Linked DNA regions of Oryctolagus cuniculus: region 1 is linked to region 2. A link is a contact called in public Micro-C data. All regions are on one chromosome and are shown on one strand. Each heading gives the region's core, a stretch centred on a gene start, on an enhancer-like site or on the middle of the called end of the contact. The rest is flanking DNA. Distances are from core to core; before and after follow the strand shown. Region 1 holds the start of LOC100352865 (heparan sulfate glucosamine 3-O-sulfotransferase 3B1). Region 2 holds the start of HS3ST3A1 (heparan sulfate-glucosamine 3-sulfotransferase 3A1).

The links. A called contact is a pair of places that touch in the nucleus more often than the background predicts.
Region 1: a contact with region 2 is called in a Micro-C map of ear pinna, with 5 times the contacts expected there. The contact joins the promoter of LOC100352865 here to the promoter of HS3ST3A1 in region 2. A contact is called at or near these places in 3 of 6 Hi-C or Micro-C datasets (ear pinna, embryonic fibroblasts and an unstated tissue).

The regions. Positions count from the first base shown.
Region 1 is chr17:58,230,529-58,233,723 of mOryCun1.1, reverse strand. LOC100352865 (heparan sulfate glucosamine 3-O-sulfotransferase 3B1) reads right to left here and starts at 1,561. Exons shown (of 2, transcript XM_002718869.5): 1 at 513-1,561. The coding sequence starts at 1,051.
Region 2 is chr17:57,641,392-57,644,974 of mOryCun1.1, reverse strand. It overlaps HS3ST3A1 (heparan sulfate-glucosamine 3-sulfotransferase 3A1), which reads left to right and starts at 1,960. Exons shown (of 2, transcript XM_002718879.5): 1 at 1,960-2,702. The coding sequence starts at 2,101.

The DNA.
Region 1 (3,195 bases), core at 312-2,811, 590 kb before region 2:
CAGCTCACCCTCCCGAGCCCGAGACGCTGGAGCCGAGCGCGGGTGCGACGCCCCTCCCGGCCCCGGGAGCCAGGAGCAATGTTAACTCCGAAACCCACAACCTCCCTGCGGTCTCGGCAGGACGCTGTCGCCGCCCGATCCCCTAGAGTCTGGAGCGCAGAAACTGCTCAGAAGTTGGTGCAGGGAGCAGGCTGTGTCGGCGGGGGCGCACAACGCTCCTCCCAGCGTCCCGGGGGCTCCGCCAGGAAAAATTAAATCCTGGCGACCCTGATTGATGCGTATGGGGCGGCAACGCCATGGCTAGAGGGCACCCTGCTTCTCCAAGCGCACACCAAGTCGCTGCCCCGTTGCCTGTGGTTCTTGAGCACCGCGGACCACTGAGCCGCCGGCGCTGCGCCAGAAGTTTCTCCGGGTCTTGGCGAGAGCCGAGCTGGGCGCACCCGGCGTGCGCTCGCCCCCTTTGCAGCCTATGCCGCCGCCCCGCGCCCTCGCCCGCTCCCGCGCGCACTCACCGGTACCAAGCGAGGCCCTTGTCGTAGCTGCGGTCGAAGAAGTGGGGCTCGGCGCCCACGGCACGCACGTCGGGGTGCACGCGCAGGAACTCCAGCAGCGCCCGCGTGCCGCCCTTCTTCACGCCGATGATGATGGCCTGAGGCAGCTGCTTGCTCCCGGACCCACTAAAAAAGCTGGAGATGGGACTGGGGGAGTCCGGCGCCTCGGGACCCTGCTCTTCCTGGCTCGCGGCGCCCTCGTTGGCCAGCAGAGTGGCCGGCGGCGCCCGGAACGGCAACCTGGGAGGCGTCCCGTCCGCAGCGGTGGCCAGGGCGGCCGGCGGGGCGTGCGCGGCGCGGGAGCCCGAGCCCAGCAGCAGCCCTGGCGCGGCGGCGCAGGAGCCGGCGCACGAGTACAGGAACATGTAGAGCCAGACGCAAAGCATGGCGAAGAGCAGCGCGAGCTTCCTCCTCACCGGCGGCGGGGGCGGCTGCGGCTGCGACAGGAGCCGGCCCGGGACATCGAGGCAGGAGCGGCCGCCGCTCAGGCGCTGCCCCATGCGCTGCCCGCGGGCGCGGCCAGGGGCATGGCTCAGCACATGGCCAGGGTCCCGCCGGGGCAGTGAGCGCAGAGAGGGCTCCCCCTCCGCGGCTCGCCGGACGCTTATTGCCCCCGCGTGCCCGCGGTCAAAGCGGCCGCCGCTGCCGCCGCTGCCGCTGCTGCTGCTGCTCTCCAGGTGGCGGCGGCAGCTGTAGCGGCGGCGGCTCTTGACATGTTGTCCCGGGAGCAGCCGCAACTGGAACGCCAAGTCGGGGCGGCGGTCAGTGCTGGCCCAGGGGCTGCTCCTGCGGCGTCACGGCCCGCTGCGGGCTAGCAGAGCCCCTGCGCGCGCTCTCCCGGAGCGCTCGGGACGGTGCGCACGGCTGTTCGCCGGGGCTGCCTGCTCGCCGTTCTGAGCGCCCCAGTCTTGGAGAGCAGCCCCGGCGGAGGCTGCGGAGGAGAACTGCGCAGGAAGCCAGCGAGCAGACCGAGGTGGAGGGGGCGGGCCCGGCCTTGCGGAGTGACGGGCTGCTCTTCCTACCAGAAGCGGCGAGCACCACGCCGAGGGCGGGGCCTCACCCAGGACTCAGCAGCCAACCCGCTCCCGGGGCGTGGAGGTGTGGAAAGAGTTGGGGGCGGTGCAGAGCGACCGGGTGAGGCTATTGGCTTCGGGGGCGAGGGGGCGGGCTCATGGGGGCGGAGCCAGGGGCTGGTGCCAGCCGCAGATGCTGGGACGGATGCTGGAGTTGGCGGAGTGCTGGGAGAGGTCGCACCCCAGCGAGTGGCGCACTCGCGTGCGTTTCCGCGATCGCTCCCTGGGAGCCGGCCTGGGCTGCCGCTGCCCAGATGCCGGGACGCGAGCCCCGGTCCAGATGTGTCTCGGGCGCGATCCCCAAGTGTGCGCTGCAGGGTAGGAGAAGGGACTGGAGGAGGCAGGGGCGCCCGCAGGTGCACCCAAGGCCCGTGTCGAGCCGGTCCCTCGCCGGGGGCCCAGGAGGCACGCCCTTCCCGGACGGGCATCGGTTTGAGAAATGGAAGGCCTGTTTGGAAATCGCTTTTTTTCCCCTGTCTTTTCTTACTCTGTGCCAGGAGGTGGGCCTTCTCTCACCCCCACCCACCCACCTCGGCCTGCCTCTCTTTTAAGTGGGAAGTAAACCGTCCTCCAGGAAAAAAGAAAAAAAAATCTCTGCCTCTAAAACTGCCGGGGGGGGGTGGGGAGGGAGAAGGCGCGGGGAGAAATTAACTAAAAGGTAGAGTCTAGAAAAAAAGTTTCCTTTGGACACGCGTGCGCGCGCACCAGCGGAGTCAGCGCAGAAAGTTGTCCTCTGAGTATTGTGAGTTTATTGGACACGTTACGTTTGAGAACTTGTCCTTTCTCTTTTTCCCTGAATCGGTATTGAAGCCAACATTCGCCTTCAGGCAGGCGACAGGTTGGCTCGCTGACCTGTCGCCTTTCGCCGTAGAATGTGCCGATTTCGGGCACATCCGTCACCGAGTGGCACTCTTCTAATAGTCAAAGTCCAGCCGAAGCCTCCCCACTAAGTGTCTCCTGGGAACCCCACTCTCTGCCCAGAGTGGGGAAACAAAAGACCTGCCCCGAGGTTGGGAAGCGGGGGCTCCCAGGCACTCCAGCCGCTTTTGGGTGGGCAGAGGGGACCAGGGGCGCCGCCGCGCTCGGCTGCATTCCTGTCCCGGGCGTGTGGAGGAAGCTCAGGAGCCTCCGAGGCATCCCGGCGCCCGCAGCCCCGCGGCCCCGCGGCGGAGCGGCCGGCGGGCCTCCCAACACCTGGCGGCCCGTGGTTCCGGACAGAGCGTCTCTTCCGACGCCGGCCCCCGCGCGGCCCCGGGGGTCCGGTGCCGCCCACGGAGTGGCTCAGCCGGAGCTGCCGCCCGCGCTGTTCTCCCTTCCGGAGCCAGTGTCCCCACTAAGTGTCTCCTGGGAACCCCACCCCGGGGAGCAAGCTGAGAAAGCCGCTCTGACCTCGGCGTCTCCGGTTCCAAAAATGTGCCCCGTGACTGGAGAGGGTTAGGAAAACGCAGCGGCCGGCGTGGGACCCGTGCGCCCCACGCGGTGCCCCGCGCGACCTCCTTGTAACTCCCCTGAGCGCTGACACATTTTCCTACAAAACTGTCGAGGGGGAAATAATTCAGGATTTTCCTCCT
Region 2 (3,583 bases), core at 711-3,210:
GCCAGCAGCTCTGCACAAATACGGAGTTAGAACCATGCGGTCCAAGTCCCCTTTGGGAGCCCAGAGGGGACTTGCCCAACTTCTACTTTCAAGGTGAAACAAAACTTGGAAAAGCAGGCAACAGTCCCAGCACCAGGGAAGCAGAATTCCTGGTAAGTTTTGCGGCATCAAGGCCACTGTCCGTGCGGCATCAAGGCCACTGTCCCTGCAGCACCCACCTGGAGTCCCCCAAAGCAGCCTCACCACTCGGAGGGGCTGGTAGGAACCTGCCTCACATTGGGAGGCGCCCCGCAGAGACCAGGAAGCCATGCAATAAGGAACAAATAGGACTGGAACAAAAAACCACCTCCTGCAGGTTGCACGGGCCACCTCCCTCCATTAAACAGCAAGGCCGTTTCTGTTCCGTGCTGACCTCTTCTCTCAGGGGAGCCCATGAAGGGGATGTAGGGTCAGAGGAGGCCAGAGAAAAAGGAAACCGCCGCGTAGGAAAGGACATTTAACCCCTTTGCGCGGGAGCACACACACTCAGACACCATTGCACATAAAGGCGTTTCACCCACAGCTGGGCGCATGGATTTTTTTCTTTTTAAATTTACTTTCTAACTCTGCTTTCCTTGTGGGGTCATTTCTTAAGGGGCTGAACCTTTCTAGTTCCCGGGGCACTGTCGATATTCCTAAACAAACGTAAAGGAAAACAATCAAAAATATATGCATTGCTGGGGGCGGGGTCGGGGGTGGGGAGGGAGAAAACGCTTCGTTCCCGGGTGGCTCATAGTGGACAGCAGCGGAGGAGGCGAAGTTGGAGCCGCTGGGAGAAAACTCAGTTTGCCCCACGCCCAAGGGGCGCGGCGTGCTGGAAACAGCAGCGGACACAACTTGCAAAAGTTTTGGGACCCGAGAGGAGGTTCCGGGCCGGTGGAAAGGCAGTGCTGGGGGCGGGAGGCTGCGCAGGGCTGCGAGCGCTGGGCCGAGCTGGAGACGTCCGCAGTCCCCAGTGGAGCGAGCGGCCGGCTGGGTGGAAGTCAGGCCCCCGGGGATCCGGCCATCCCTGGCTGTCAGTCAGAGGCAGGCAGCCCGCGAGTCGCCGCAGCCCCCTGCCCCGCTCCGAGTGGGGCGAGGCCGCCCCGCTCGGAGCGCCAGCCGCAGGGGGAAGGGGCGTCGCCCCCGCCGCCCCCGCCCTTCTCCTCCAGTGCCATTGGGCCGCCGTCGCCCGCCGCACAGCCCGCGCCACCTCTGCTGCATCCCACCCCGCCCGGCCCGGCCCCTGCCGCGCTCGGCCGGGGGGCTGGTCCGGCCCGGGCCGCTGACGTCACCGCCAAGTTTGCTGCCCTCCGCGCCCCACGTGTGGCGGCGGCGGCGGCCCTGGAGGCGGCTGTGAGCGCAGGGGCCGCGGCCGCTGACAGGTCCCGCGCAGCCGGCTCCACCGCGCGGCTCCCAGGTGGGGCCCAGGGCAGCTGCGGGGCGGCCTTGCGCGCGCACCGAGGGGAGCGCACCGCTTTCTCGCTCCGGTTCGCACAGAGGGACTTGGAGAAGGGGGGCTGGACCTCGCTACCAGGCGGACAGGACCTACTTCCCGGCCTGAGAGGACTCCAGGAAGAAGGGCCGGGGACGCTGCCGCTCGCCCGCTGTGCAGGGCGCACGGGGCACAGCGGCTCCCGGAGTCGCGCGGGCCGCCACCGACACCGAGGGCGGCGATGCGCGAGCGCTGAGCGGAGACCCGCGCCGAGAGGGCGGCCCCGGGGCCGAGAGCCGCACGCCTTCGCCTCCGTCGCCGAGAGCCCCGTCCCGGGCGACCTTTCGGGGAGCTGCTGCCCCGAGGCCCAGGACTTGGGCGCGTCTAAGACGATGGTTTCCTAAGCACGGCCCCGCCGTCCCCTCCCCACCCCCCCGCCCCGTGCCCTCTTCTGGACCCAGTGCGGGGCTCCGTCCCCTCGAGGGGCCCAGGCCGCCGCCTCCTGGGGGCAGACCGCACGGCCGCAGGGGCGCACGGGCGATGTGGCCGCCGCCCGGCGCGCAGGCCCGTCCGGGGCATTCGGTGGCACCCGGCGGAATCCTGTTCTAGCATGGCCCGCGCGCCGCCCGACGTCGCCTCCGGCTAGGATGGCCCCTCCGGGCCCGGCCGGCGCCCTGCCTACCTCTGCCGAGCCGCTGTCCCGCAACATCTTCCGCAAGTTCCTGCTGACGCTCTGCTCCCTGCTCACGTCCCTCTACGTCTTCTACTGCCTGGCCGAGCGCTGCCACAGCCTGTCGGGCCCCGTCGCGGGGCTGTCGGGCGGCGGCGAGGAGGCGGGGGCCCCGGGCCGCGGCGTGCTGGCCGCAGGCCGGCGGGAGCTGACGAGGTGGCCGGCGGCGGCGCACAGAAAGCGGCTCCTGCAGCTGCAGCGCGCGCGGAGGCCCCGGCCACCCGTGCCGCGCGACCCCGGCGACGTCGCGGCCTGGGAAGAGGAGACTCCCGGCCTGGCCGCGAGTCCCGGAGGCTCCGGGGCCGGCAGCAGCGTGGCCGAGGCCCCGACGCCGGGGACCCTGGCCTTGCTCCTGGACGAGGGCAGCAAGCAGCTGCCGCAGGCCATCATCATCGGCGTGAAGAAGGGCGGCACGCGGGCGCTGCTGGAGTTCCTGCGCGTGCACCCCGACGTGCGTGCCGTGGGCGCCGAGCCCCACTTCTTCGACCGCAGCTACGACAAGGGCCTCGCTTGGTACCGGTGAGTGCGCCGGCTCGGGCCGCGGGCTGCTGGCTGCGGGGGGTCGGAGCGCGGGGCTGCTGGGCACAGGGGCTGGGGGACTGGGGCGAGCTCCGGGTGACCCCTGGGCCACCTCCCTCCGTCTTCACGCGCGAGGCTGGGGGCCGTCGGTAGCTGCCCTTCAGTTGAGGGGTTTGCCCCCAGCGTGCCTTCTTCCCCTTGGACGTGGGCAGTGGGTGTAGTGGGGAGGGCGTGGGGAGGAAGTGTTTTTTGCCTGAGGGGTTTTAGTCCTGGGGAATTCCTTTGCCTAGAATAGTGGGTCTGGGGTCTCATCCCTTTGTCACGCGCTGTGAAAGTGTCTGTTTAGCTAGAGGGGAAAAAAAAAAGGAAAAAAGAAAAATGCGCTCTCCTAAATTAGGACCATATTCAGTAGCTACTAAGGTACCTCTTGCTCCATCTTTTGGGCAGTTCCCTGCGGTTACTGTCAGGTGTTGGTTTACCTTGCCCTCTGGCAGGTGTCTGTCCTGAGCGGTAAGTCACGCGGAAGCTTGGGAAAGGTGTCACGTGCCAGGGAGCCTAGGCAGTGTCCCAGCCAGCGCCAGCAACCAGACCCAGCGTTTTAGGGAATGCTTCCGTGGTCGTAGCTTTTGTTTGGGAGTGAAGAGGAGAGCTGTGTAAAACGCTTTCAAAATCTGTAGGAAAAAAAAATAGCTTCTGTCTCCGCGAAAGCAGAAACTTTCTGAAGATGTTCAAACAATGCTCTTTACTAATGAGGTAGGCGATATAATGAAGGGAGAAGGGAGGGAGGGAGGGAGGGAGGGAGGAAGAAGAAAAAAGTAGTGAAAACCGTGCGAGTATAGGCTACAGGTTAGCAGAAAAGTCTCATTTAGATCTTCGTTTTC